2 separate regions of the Sus scrofa genome follow, and region 2 is linked to region 1. The links are chromatin contacts, called in public HiChIP or PLAC-seq maps. All regions are on one chromosome and are shown on one strand. Each heading gives the region's core, a stretch centred on a gene start, on an enhancer-like site or on the middle of the called end of the contact. The rest is flanking DNA. Distances are from core to core; before and after follow the strand shown.

Region 1 (3,794 bases), core at 686-3,185:
TAGTTAACTGACCTACAGAACACCCAAAGCTGAAATTTCAGTTGAGTGTCAAAAAATTCCAGTAAGCCAAGGTCCACATCCTCAAGATAATTACTTTCAAATGAACTGTAGAATCACAAAAAGTCTTGATCCTGAAGTAGAAGAGAGGTTATGAAGCCAAAGTTGAGCATAACTCTTCCACAGTTTAGTGCAGAAATAGCATACTACTTATTCATTATTATAGTTGAACATCTAGAGTGGCAGAAAAGCCTTTTTTTCTTATATATGTTGTTTCCAAAATCTGCTGTAGCGGTTACACATACATGATAGCACTAATAGATGGCATTATTTCTCCCCACAGCCCCAGAAGATTGCCTATGTTTAAATTAGAAGTAAAAGAACTCAAAGAACATATTTTGATACATTAAACATAATTGGCATTGATGTTATTTGATGATTGAATGTATAGTATCTATGGTACAGGAAAACATATGAATTCAAGCATCCTCTAGAATTTCAAGGATATAGATACTGCCTTTGGGGCTTTGGTAAAGAATTAAAAGGATTTTCCTTGTTATTTGGCACTGGCTATAATCCCTGAGGATTCCTCAAAATGCTAGAAATTACTTAAGCAATGAAAATGCATGAAACATAGGTTTTTAAGAAAATTGTAAATTTTGAGTTTTGCCAAATAACCCAGAAATCATATATGTGATTTGAAAATTTGGAGCAAAGAATCAAATGGCCATTACTGACTCCAATAACATTGTAAATAATATCTAGAGGTTGCATAAGCTAGCCAAAATAGCTTATACAATATGAAAAAAATCATCTAAAACGGTTGATTCCTAATTTAATAATAACTTTGGCACATACGCATTTGCTCAACTGCTAGTGTTTATTGTCCTTGATGTAGAATGAACTATTTCTATGTGAGTAATACATAATTTCTATAATGTGCTTGCAACAGTTACATGGCCATATGAATTAAAATACTTAGGTTTTCTTTTTAGCGCCATGCAACTTTTTATACTAATTAGATTCTCACTGGCAAAGGAATTTAGGATGAACGCACTATTTTATTTTTTATATAAATTAAAGTAAATTTTCCACTGAAAAATGTAGTTTATTGAAATGTATTTCTAAAGTGGCCTCCAGGACAAGTCAGCTCTAATATCCATTATCAACTTTTAGACCTAAAGAGGCCAGCCTTGAAACTGAAGAAGATTGGAACTAGCAGCATTCAAAGAGTGTCAACATCAGTCCTTCCTTTTGCCAGAAAGATCACTAGTAGGCGCTATCAGCCAGATGCTGCTTCCACACACTTTGCCAGACTCTAGGGAAAAGCATTTGCCCTGGTAGGAACTCGACTTCTTAAATGGCAGCAGACTAGCTACTACTCAAGCTTGGGAAAGTTTTATGAACACATTCCTGATAATTTTAATATTTATAGAAAGCCAGAACATGTGTAAATAATCACACAATTGGATATTTATGAAGTGCCAGATTTTATGAATATAGGAATTTGTTAATTAGCACAAGGACTAATCATTAAAATTCAAAAATAGATAAATAAGCAGGAATATCATTTATTTGTTCACATTTCAGGGGGACGAATGCAGCTGCTATCCTTTTGATGAATGTAGGCTTCAGGAGAAAAATGTGAAGAAGGAAAGTACTCAAAAGTTTTGAAATCTTAATAAAATCTAAGAAATTGCTATATAATCTTTATATTAAAAATAACCACAGTGTTTCTTCCCTTACGTTAAAGAAAAGAAGTTTAAATCAGCATGTGCTTAGCATTTGAATCACACTGTCTTGCATTCCACCGTTTTGGTCCTTTTCAAGGAGCCAAAGCTGATTTTCATCGAATAAGAGTTAAAAAGCACACACGTCACTCAGTACCAAATTGTTTTAGCTACAGGGCATGGCGAAGCATGAAATAACTGCTTTAGAGCACTTCCTCATGTGGGTGTGTTAGATAACTGTCTGCTCCAACATTAAAACGAAACACACTGTGACCTGACCAAGACTTCAGGGCTTTCAACAGGCAGATTTCATGTGCTGAAAGGAAAAGCCCACCATAACCAGCAAGGCTGGTTAATGAATTCTTCCGGCACTCTATAGCCCTCCTGTGACGCAAGCCTTTCAGGTTTCCAAATCCCTATATAGTAGAGTACACTGGTTTTAAGTTTACTTATGCACATTTTATAATATCCTGCTGTATTTTGATTGTGACAGTCCCTCCCAGAAAAGGCTAAGATTATTTTTTCATACTAAAAATATTTTAGATCTACTGAAGGCTAAGAATTATAATGCAAAAGAAAACATACACACATTCTAAAAATCAAGCCAACCATAAAAATGACTAAATGTTTATTTACTCTTTTATTCTTTCTAGAAGGTAAAAAGAAATTCTTATCTTCCCTTAAAAACCTCTTTGTTTTTTGTTTGCTTCTAATTAACATAAATATGCTTAATATGAAATTTTAAGATGTCATGTCTGCAAAGAATCTGATTTCTTTATCCATACCTGTATAAGACTATGTACATAAATGTACATATATGCACACATGTATCTCCTCATATACATTTGTACAGAAAAAGAGAATTGCTAGACAAGAAACACATTAAAGATTTCCTTTGAAAAAAAGAGTAGAATTTAGGCAGGTCTCACAATGTTGATATAGAAAATGACAGGTGCGTGAGACATGCACACTTTTGATATATTAGTTTTAAAACAAATTTTGGGGGCAGGAGTCTGAAATGGAGGAAAATCACACATATATCGCATACCATATTAACACAGACTTTCAATAGACTACCCTCAAAGTCCCCTGATTGGACCTGACTGTACTCAGCATTTGTACTACTCTTGGTCAAAGCTGGCCTTCCAGCTTAAAAGACAGTTTAGGCAACATAAGCAAATTAAAAGTCTCTGAATAAATTTTTTAAAAGAAAGAGAAAAAAAGACTTAGCAAAAGTTCACCACCCTCTTGGAATAATGGATTTTTAATAAACATTTTGCTATGTTTGAACCTTGAGAATGTGTTTGGGAATCTGCTCTAGCGTCCCAGGTGGGTTAAGAATATTGCTTTATGGACTTCTTTGTGTTGTCAGAGAGGCCTAATGGAATTAAAAAAAAAAAAGAAGAAGAAGAAGAAGGAAAAAAAAAAAGTCTGCCACTTCTAGTAAATAAATAATTTATTATGAAAAAGGTGATTGTTATTATCAAAGATCTCTATAGATTAGCATCCATTTTCTATCATTGCCAATGTGCATGCTGAAAACATTTGCATATCTTACCACCTGACTTAATTTTTATCAAATGAATAGCAGTTTTACTTTCAGACAAATCTAAATAAAACTCCATTAGGAGACCATTTCAAATGGACCTATTTAACTACTTTGAATTTTGAAGAGCACTGTTCTGGGAAAACTCTTCAACAATGTCAGCTAGTTGTGAATACAACTTTTCCCAACATAAAAAAGAAAAGTAAATAATAAAGGAAAAAGAAAGCACCTCAAAACTATGTTTGAAATAACAAATACCTTATTTATAGTCGCCGAAATGTTAAATGAATACTTACAGTTGTTGCACAAGATGGCCTGATACACTTCATAGCTTCCACTTTGTAAAAAGATGGCCAGCCCCCTACTCCTCCCTCCCCAAGCATAAATAAACAGTAACAGACTAAAAGGAAACTGTCCTAGGATAAAAACTGCTTGTTAAGAAAGTTTGCATTCTTACTAACCAGTGATATCCCTATAAATGTAAAAGTCCATCTGCAAAATAAAAGTTACAAAACTGAGTA
Region 2 (3,794 bases), core at 930-3,429, 690 kb before region 1:
GAGCTGCAGCTGCCGGCCTAGGCCACAGCCACAGCAACACCTGAACTGAGCTACGTCTGTGACCTACACCACAGTTTGCATCATCGCCATATCCTTAACCCAACGAGTGAGGCCAGGATCTAACCCACATCCTCACAGAAACAATGTCAGGTCCTTAACCTGCTGGGCCACAATGGGAACTCCCCCCTTGACTTTTCTAGCTTTGCTTTCATTAAACCTGAGGTGACTGCGGTAGCCTGGCCTAAGGTGAATTCCCTACCTGCTCTCCCTTAGCTCCCATGTCCCATATCTTAGCCTTTCACATACCTTGAGTATTCCCAGAACATCCTGGGAGATCTATATCTTTGGCTCTGTATCTTTACTCAGGTTATTTCCCTCGCTTTGAATGACTTTTTAAAAACTCTAATAGCTGAAATCATATCTTTCCTTTATACTTATTAAATATTGTCTCCATCTCATCTTGTAATTATCTCGATTCCTCTCTACCATATAGGACTTCTCTAGCTCGTTCTCAATTTTCTCTGAAATCTCCAAGCACTCTGTACTTCTCTTATTTTACTCATTAAAATTTTGTTTCAATAATGGTTATTTATGTGCTTATTCCCTATGAGACTGTAAACTCTCTGAGGGTAAAAAAATGTCGTAGCTATTTTTGAATTCCCCATGTTCATCCATTTGTTCCTTCCTCCTTCCCTCCCCCTACTCATTTATTCATGTATTCATTTCACAAATACTTATAATGTGTCTATGATGTGCCAGCATGAGCTAGGAAATAAAACAAGCTGGTTTCTGCCCTCCCAGACTTGCGGTCTAATGTATACTGTTAAGCAGAGTAGCTTAGACAAAGCTGTCATTCAATATAGGTTTGTTGATGGAATGAAATTGAGTTGAAATGAAAGTTTATTTCGAGAATAGCTATAGTCTGAATCCCAATTAAGTCTCCTACTCCTTATGCAGCAGTGAAATCTACCTTGATTGGCTGTTTTTCCTCTGAACCCATGAAGGGCATCTGATCAGAGTAGGACCATTTTGCTCACTAAAGCTAGGCTGGTCCTCATGAGTCATTTAAATATCAGGATGAAACACTAGTGACAGATATCACTTAGAAAAAATATTTAAGATGCTCATGGACAAAGCCTTCAGCTGTGTGTTTCAGGGAATTAAGGAATGTCTCTTTCAAACAAGAGTACATGGCCAACTCACCAACATTGCTCTTTTAACTTTGCAAAAGTTGCATTGTTCTTTTTATCAATGGCCTTGCTTCCCTCCATAGATTTGATTCTGCTTCCTACATGAGTCGGGCACCATACCCTCCTGTTTGTTGTCTCAAGGGTCACCTCTGGAGAACATAGCATAGAGGCATTGCAACCACTTCTATGTGTAGAAAATACTGAAGCCTCAACCCTTTGGCCTCACCCCTCTGTTTGCCTAGTGTCATTCACTTATACTCCTGCACAGATAACAGAGATCCACTCACTCTCCTTAGAAACAATTCCTTTCCCACCTCACTCTTCTCCAATAATTCTAGACTCCCTTTTTCCAGAGCTGGGAAACACTAAGACAACAACAATCTAAGTCTAGACATGCACAGATGTCGTTTTGACCCTATTTTTGCAGTTCGTAGTTTATTAAGGAGGAAAAAGTAACTCATGTAGTAATTAGTTGCAAATAACCTTCTTTGGTTGTGTAAAAGAATTATATAAACATGGCACATCTGAGGGCAAGTCTCTCCCAGCCCCGGTGGCTGTGCATTATCCCCTGGAGCCTTTAGAGGGCAGCAGCACACCGGATGACTCCAGGCAGCTTGTCAGGCGAACTCCTCACCAGACCAGAACCTTCCTCCTGGTCACCATGCCAAAGGTTGGTTTGCCAAGCTCTGGCCGCTTAGCCTCTTTCTTTCTTTTCAGTTTCTCTCTCTCTTCTTCTCAATCTCTCTCTCTCTCACCCTCTCTCCCTCCCAACCTCTCTCCCTCAATGTTAAAATTATACACTCTGATGAAGTCGCCCCTCAACCGGAAAATGAAAGCTCCAATGAAAAAGTTAGACGAGCCAACGACAACAAAGAAAGAAACTGGGAGAAAGGGGAAAGGGGGCTGGTGAGGGGGAAGGATTTAAGAACAAGAAAAGGGCAGATGTTTCGTAAATATATGCAAAGCAAAACTGGGTGTACCCTGAACACTTCCACAGAGAAACAGACCAATCATTGTGCACTTCCTCCCGCCACACTGGTGGAGCTCTGCATTCAAAAAAAAAAAAAAAAGAAAAAGAAAAAGTGTGGCCGTAGGCACCTGCCTTTCAACGGTCAGTTCTGACCTTCTGACTATCTCCCAATTGTCCAAAGAGAACAAAAACATTTTCATCTCCCCACTGCAAACCTTTCTGTTATGAGAAAAAGGCTGCTTCACAAACTAGGGAGGTGTTTTAAGGTGACAGGGCAGCTGAGTTAGCCAGCAGGATCTACTGGTTTTTAACTCTCATCATGCTGGCCCTGGCAACACGTTTTGGGCTGAAACATAGCAGTGAGTAAGGTTGTGGATGATGTTGGCTCTCTCCTTACCAGACCATATTGTATGGGGAAAGAAATATACATGAAAACATATTGAGGAGATGGGAGGTATTAAGCATGTTAAATACATGGAAATTAACTAGATCGGTGGCATTTGATGTATAGATTTCACACGTCTTTGCACATATTGCACACATACAGTGATGGCAATGCTTGCTGCAACATATGGAAAATAAATATTTTATCTGTGCGAGTTCTCATCAGTCTCTAGGGGCTGCTGAGAGGAGAGTATTCTCTTCTGTCTCCCTCTCCCAGTTTTCTCTTCTCGCTCAGTTCCCACCCTTTCCTGCACATTAATGTGCCTTTCACTTATCAGCCTGGCTGGATGGAAAAGAATTAGTCAGAACCTCCTTTTGATAAACAGTCATTGGATCATGACAACTTTGACCCATGACCCTCCTCATCAACCCCTCCTCTGTGCCCCCGCCCTGATTTTTTTTGGCTTGGTAACCATTTCCTTTCTCTCTTTCCCAGTGGTGCATGGAAGAGGCTTGGGGAGGGGGGCATAGGGGAGGTGGTACCAAAATACCCCAGTGGAGGTTGGTGGTAGACCTGAGGTACACCATCCAGTAGCTGTGTGCCCTAGGGACATTCCTTTGCTTCTCTGGGCCTCAGTTTTTTCATCCATAAAATGGAAATAATAGAACTTACCTTAAAAGGTAAGTTCTAAGGGCTGATGTGAGGATTACATGAGATAATTCCTATAAGAGAGTGGCACAGTGCTGGCACACGGAGTGCCCCGTGATGGTAGCTCTTTCACAGAGTGTCAGTTCTGTGGTTTTCATCATTTCAGCTATAAGGAGGTACTTCCTTTATCTTAGTAACCTTTTTAATATCTAGATCAGGTCAGGGGCAAATGGATGGTAATTGTAGCAAAGGCAGAAAGAATCTAGGGTGAGCAATCCCTTCTTCAACATTTGGATTTTACTGTATCGCCCTCCTGACACATCTTTCTGCTCACATGTGGCTTGTTGCTGCTGCTCTACCATTAGCTCCTCTTGAAGCTGAGGGTCAAGAAAGCTACACTTGGCCTAGAGAAGCCCAGCAAACCTGAGCACTACGGTCTTTTCATTGAAACCAACCTTTGGCACTCCAGCTTATCACGTTTTCTACAGTTTATCCTTTCATCACTTGGTCTAATGTTCTCAGGTCCATTTAAGATGTTTTCATGATTAAGATATTTTATTCTCTCAGTTTTTTTAACCTTCTTGGCAAGGTTGATTTATAA

Evidence for each region. HiChIP or PLAC-seq counts read pairs in DNA pulled down with a chosen protein or histone mark.
Region 2: an H3K27ac HiChIP or PLAC-seq map of alveolar macrophages shows a contact between it and region 1. The contact joins two enhancer-like sites. A contact is called at or near these places in 4 of 47 Hi-C or Micro-C datasets (embryonic fibroblasts, epiblast stem cells, fetal skeletal muscle and 1 more) and 2 of 2 datasets of contacts at active chromatin or transcription factors (alveolar macrophages and skeletal muscle).

What each region holds. Positions count from the first base shown.
Region 1 is chr13:144,904,457-144,908,250 of Sscrofa11.1, reverse strand. The region is part of intron 2 of ZBTB20 (zinc finger and BTB domain-containing protein 20); the gene reads right to left. Among named protein-coding and RNA genes, the nearest start is that of ZBTB20, 51 kb to the right of the region's middle. Within about 2 kb of position 1,935, at least 19 of the 83 cell types and tissues checked have an H3K27ac peak or open chromatin away from gene starts, as enhancers often do. A contact at or near this core is called in alveolar macrophages and subcutaneous adipose tissue, where this site is marked.
Region 2 is chr13:145,594,671-145,598,464 of Sscrofa11.1, reverse strand. The region is part of intron 6 of ZBTB20 (zinc finger and BTB domain-containing protein 20); the gene reads right to left. Among named protein-coding and RNA genes, the nearest start is that of DRD3, 170 kb to the left of the region's middle. Within about 2 kb of position 2,179, at least 47 of the 83 cell types and tissues checked have an H3K27ac peak or open chromatin away from gene starts, as enhancers often do. A contact at or near this core is called in alveolar macrophages and subcutaneous adipose tissue, where this site is marked.